Regions from separate parts of the Zea mays genome. Here region 2 is linked to region 1. Evidence: chromatin contacts called from public Hi-C data. All regions are on one chromosome and are shown on one strand. The core of a region is the stretch at or near the end of the contact, and the rest is flanking DNA. Distances in the headings are between cores, read along the strand shown. Region 1 holds the start of LOC103640950 (condensin-2 complex subunit D3). Region 2 holds the start of LOC100194298 (P-loop nucleoside triphosphate hydrolase superfamily protein with CH (Calponin Homology) domain).

What was found. Hi-C and Micro-C count contacts between places; a contact is called where the count stands out from the background.
Region 2: a contact with region 1 is called in a Hi-C map of ear, with 2.1 times the contacts expected there. The contact joins the promoter of LOC100194298 here to the promoter of LOC103640950 in region 1. A contact is called at or near these places in 2 of 25 Hi-C or Micro-C datasets (ear and tassel).

What each region holds. Positions count from the first base shown.
Region 1 is chr10:23,668,109-23,670,993 of Zm-B73-REFERENCE-NAM-5.0, reverse strand. LOC103640950 (condensin-2 complex subunit D3) reads left to right here and starts at 1,284. Exons shown (of 8, transcript XM_008664389.3): 1 at 1,284-2,885. The coding sequence starts at 1,361.
Region 2 is chr10:24,021,343-24,024,050 of Zm-B73-REFERENCE-NAM-5.0, reverse strand. LOC100194298 (P-loop nucleoside triphosphate hydrolase superfamily protein with CH (Calponin Homology) domain) reads right to left here and starts at 1,358. Exons shown (of 18, transcript NM_001359448.1): 1 at 985-1,358; 2 at 94-260. The coding sequence starts at 1,081.

The DNA.
Region 1 (2,885 bases), core at 35-2,534:
TTTTATCATATTGATTCCGTAGCAACGCATGAGCATATGTCTAGTTAAGTTTATATGCTCATTGTAGTCTATAGCCCGACAGTTGGGCACTAGGGTGCCTACCGCCCTACCAAATACCAACAAGCGACAGGAGCTTGCCGTTCGGCCAACGAGGCACAAGTTCCTTGTGTGGTATGGATGTAAACGACTAGGAAAAAATCTCCTTCCTTCCACTCCAATTTTTAGTTTTTGTCCCACTCGAATTCGTATTTTCATCAAATGTGAAAACGATACGAAAATGGAGTAGCAAAATGAAAACAGTTTAGGCCATATCCCGACCTTTTCCATTTATCTTGTGTTCATATGAGATTATACCGTATCCAAATACGGTATATCCCGTCATTATGTTGTTAGTCGACCCACTGCCATACTCACATGGTGTATCCCATATTTTTTGTACAAAATTGTATCATGCTAATTATAGGATGACAAGGACATAGAAAGAAGGACCAGGAGCAAGATGATAAAGAGAACAAATATATTGATAGTGGTCCTAATGTCACGAGTGACCATATTGAACTTTGAGGTATAGTTGTAGGGTGTTATTTTTAGTTTGAGTTACTATGTTATACGTGGTTGACTTTTTTGAACTATCATCGTGCTTATTCAATTGTGCATGTCTATTTAATTAATCACACATTTTTATTAACCTGTTACATGTTTTTATAGACACATTATCAATTTATCGTTATGTACTTATGTTACCCATATTAATATATTATTATCCTATATTTATTGTTGATTGATGGTACTATATATGATACAGAAAGTGATTTCGTTTTATCTTTATGATTTTCGATATTTACCGATGCATTTTTGTCCGTATTAGTTTGTTTTTTCATTCCATCATCCCGTGCCCGATACCGTTTCAATTTCAATCCCAAATCAGTTTTCAAATTAAAATGTAAAAATAAAACGAGAAATGGTTTATCTTGACTGACTTCGTTCATTTACAACCATGGTCTCTACTGGTGTCCATCTAGAAAGCGACATAGACTGATTTGTAAAAAAAAAAGGTCCTCGTTCGGTAGGTACATATAACTGCAAAATTTCGAAGTCGGAAAGTGCAATTTCAGTTATTTTTCAATATTAAAAAATAACTTCAAATAATTAGCAGCTGCCTAGATTACTGGGCCGCGCGAACGATGGAGGTAGGGTGGGAGTAGGCCCAACCATTCTCCTCCACCGCAAATTTCCGTCCGAATCCTAATAAATTCCGATTCCACACCGCAAAATTCAAAATTCCCACACTCCTAGTCCTTCCCCCCATCTCCAGTCGAGTGCTCTCTCCAGTCCCCACGCCCGATCTCGCCCCCATCCCATGGACGCCGATGAGATGGACCTCGACTCCCCATCCTCGGCCTCCCCCGCGCCCGCCTCCGGCTCCCTCCCCACCGTCCTCTCTGAGCTCGCCGCCCTCCACCGCCGCGCGTCTTCCTCCTCCGTCACCTCCCCGCCCTTGTCCCTGCCCTCCATCACATTCCTCTCCTCCAGCCCCGCAGCCGTCGCGTCCATCTTCCCTCGCCTCGCCGAGGCCGGCGTCCCCGCATCCTCCTTGCTGCCCCCGCTCGAGGCCTCGCTCTCCGCGCACCCGCTCCCCGCAGCCGTCGCCTACCTCCGCCTCCTCCTCGCCCCGGCCTCCCCGCTTCTCACCCTCTTCTCCCCGCTTCCATTCCTCTCCCTCCTCCTCGTCATCCGCAAGGCCGCCTCCTCCTTCTCCGGAGCCGGCAGCGCCGCCTCCAACCCTAGCTCCGTTTCCGGCGGCGCCGCCAACCCCCGCAAGCGCAAGAACCAGCGCCAAAAGCCAGCAGCGGCTCCGCCGGCGGCGCCGTCGCTGCTCCCGAAGGCGCTCTCCCTGCTGGCGGACGCCGCGGGGAGGCTGCCGCTCGGGGCCCACCCGGACGCGCGGCGGTCGCTCGTCGATACCGCCGCGGAGCTCACGGCGTTTGACGTCCTCACCGCTGTCCTTGGATCCGACTACCACGCCGGGGCGGTGCAGGACGTGATACGAGCGCTGGCCCCTGTGGTGCTCTCGGCCGCGAAATCCGCAGCACGGGTGGCTGCGGTGCAGTTCATTGTGAGGAACTTGGTGCCTTTGGGCGCCGAGGAAGGAGAGGAAGCAGTTAGGAAGGCAGTGGGGTACCTTCCTAGGTACTTGGCCGTAAAGGCACCGGACAAGGCGGAGGCCAGGGCACTGGCGGTGGAAGCGATAGTCGAGGTGGTGCGGGCATTGGAGGCAGATGGAAGGGAGGGATTTGCAGGGTATGTTGTGGCCATGGCAAGGGGCAAGGCAAAGGGACGACTGCTTGCTGTGGATTTGGTCCTTGCCTTGCTGCCAGTGCTGTTACCATTTGAAGGGGATGCCTGTGATATGGAGGAGGGCTCTTGGGGGCTGAAGTGTCTGCGGGTGTTGGTGGAGAAGTGCTCAGATAGTGTGGGAGGGGTTCGAGCTCGGGCATTAATAAATGCAGCCCAGGCGCTTGATATTTTGTCTGAGAGAGGTGTGGAGGTTGACCGGTTGCAGGAGGTGATGAGGATTGGGGACATGAAGCTTGGGGAATTGCTGAGACGACGCTGCACCGATGATAAGGCTGCTGTGAGGAAGGCTGCGCTTGTGCTCATCACAAAGGCGATTGGTTTGATTGGGAGACCCATAGATGACTCTCTTCTTTGTGCAATGGGTGCTGCATGCTCTGATCCATTAGTCAGCATCCGCAAGGCTGCTCTTGCTGCCATCTCAGAGGTGTTTAGGAAATTTCCTGATGAGAAAGTGATGAAAGAGTGGCTTCAATCTGTGCCTCCACTGGTGATTGATAGTGAGACAAGCATCCAGGAGGAATGTGAAA
Region 2 (2,708 bases), core at 109-2,608, 350 kb before region 1:
TAATATTAACATTGACAAAAGATTGGCATCAGATATTCGGCATGTGCGACAGCTAGCAAACTAAACTAGAAAATCGAAGGTGAGAAGTGTAACCTTGGGTATGGCGCCTGGCTGGACCTTATTCAGTGCGTTGCAGAGGACAATGCCATTTCTCAGACCAAGCTGGAATTCCTCCTCAGAGGGCTCTTCCGGCAGGTCCTTTGCACACACTATCCCAACCGTTTTTCGCAACCAACTGGCTGCTTCATGCCTTCTTATCGCTGCATTAACCAACAAGGGAAATAAGTGCACCTTCCTCTGACATGTTGTAATAATTACAAACAGAGATGCCCTTGAAACATATAGGTTATCAGGTAATAATAAGGCCAGACTTAATTTTCTTGGTGGGGTCGAAATCCAACTAAAAGGAGCTGTCAAATTCCTGATTTGGTATGCTTGATGTTAGCTTACCATCAATAGTTAGTCACAGCAGCATTTCACCAAAAAAGGGGGAAAGCAATCACTACACTATAATTTGCACAGCTGCTCAATTTGCACAGCATTATATTGTGGCCATGAATACACGTTTTAATGCAAACTAATATATACAAAAGGGTAAATAAGAAAACATAAAACCTGTGCCCACCGAGATGCACAAAGCATGGATCACATTAAGTCTACGCGAGTAAGCTCAACAGGACCTCAGATTGAAACAGTAAACTACCAGACAGGTTGTTCAGCTGTTGAATCACTACATCCCACGAGGATCATGACACCCAAATTGACCGACAAATTTGAAAATTCGAAACCATCCTCAGTGAATCAAACTTCAGTGTCAAACCGATCCACCGCAACACAAAGACGAGACTATCCGTGCCCAACCTTTCTTCTCAAAGCGTTCACATAAAACCAAGAACGCCTTACAACAACAGACACTAAAGAATCCGCCGCACCCCCTGATTCAGCGCGATCCGCGCACAGCAGGTGCCCAAGAACCCAACTCACCGGCCTCCTCTGCCCTGCGCGCGGCCACGTTGTCGTCCCCAACGCTTCCTCCACCCCATCGCAGCGCCTCCTCCAAAACCGCCGCCGCCATCGCCATTCCCTATGCGCAGTCGCAGAACCCCGGAGCCACCAGCAACGGTTCCGACAAAGCGGACGAGTGGAGATGAAAGGAGAACAGAGAGAGAAAGAGAGTGTGTGTAGTCGTAGAGGGTGGACTGCGCTCGCGTCGCGTCTGCTGGAGGTGGGGGCGGCAGCGGGAGGGAGGGAGAGGGGTGGTGGGTATTCTCGGGATCGGGCGGCGCTGGTTTCGAACGGCGATGGCGCTCGAAGAGAAGAGAGCGGTTGGGACTGGGATGATGTGGACGTTGCGGGGGAAGGGAGGTGGCGAAGTTGGAATGGGGAGATATCATGGGGTGATTTGCAAAGTCATGTACACGTGCCCATACTCTTGCGTTTTCTTGGATCCCTTTCGAAAATATTTTAATACATTTTTTAAAACCACATTTCCTTGGATTCGGGTTCAACGTTCATGTCCGTTCTTGTTCATCGGTGGATGGATCTATCGTGCCATTTGGGGTCCGTTTGGTGGGAGGAGTGGAGGTGTTCTATTCCAAATTTAAACAGTGGAGTGGTTCCATTTAAGATTTTGAGAGCCGAGTTGAATCGTTTGATTTTTTGTTTGTCCTCACCGCAAAGAGAGAGGACGAAGTGGAACAGTAGGATTCCACTATTTTTTGAGTGATCTTGTCTTAAATCTGATGAAAATATGCGACCAATACATTCGCTCTCCAACCAAACGCAGAATATAGCAGCTCTATCCCACCTCTCTCCCCAATCAAATGGTTGGGTTTTTTTTAGCTTGCTGCTACTGGGATTACGAAGTTACAGTATCTCCAAGCAACTCTCTAATTTTACTCTTTATTTGACTCTCTATTTACTTTTTTATAAAAATTACACTCTATGTGTAGCATCTATATGTGGCCATTGGGCCATGCCATGCCGGCACGACCCGAGCCCGTCATAGGTCGTGCCAATTTAATCAGGCCGAAGCACGACACGAATAAATAGCGGGTCGTACGGTGTCCGTCCGTGGACCGAAGTCTGAGCCTAACCACAGGCCGACTAGTTTTTAACGAGTCGTGTTGGGCTATCGTGTCATGTCGTGCTATCGTGCTGGGCGGCTCAAGGCCCACCTTGTAACAGAGCTCGAAAATAACTTATTTTTTCCTATTTTATGCTTAATTTTCTCGTTTTTTAACAGAACTCGAAATAGCTTGAAAGTGAGGGTCGAGTTGGTCATTTTTGTATATATGGTGGGTTAGATTAGGACAAATAAAGCTAGGCCACAAACGAGTCGGACTAGGCCGTGCTCGGTTTGATGGGTTATCTGTGCCTAGCATCGTGCTAACTAGGCCGACAGTAAATGGGTCGTGCTTGTGCCGCTCGATGGGCTTGTACGTAAGCCCAAACACGACCCATGACGGGCCTCGTGTCGGCCCGACACAGTTACTATCATGTCAATGTCGTGTACGTGCCGTGCCAAAATGGATATGCCTCGTGCTAGCCTATGTAGCCCGGCCCATCTGGTCACCTATAGTAGCATCTCGCTTCAACATACTCTCTATTCTCCAAATCCCGACCGCTACATTCAATTCTTCTTTCCACATACTGACATGTGGATCCACACCATCCCATACTTGGCAAGTTAGCTTGGCTAGCTAAGT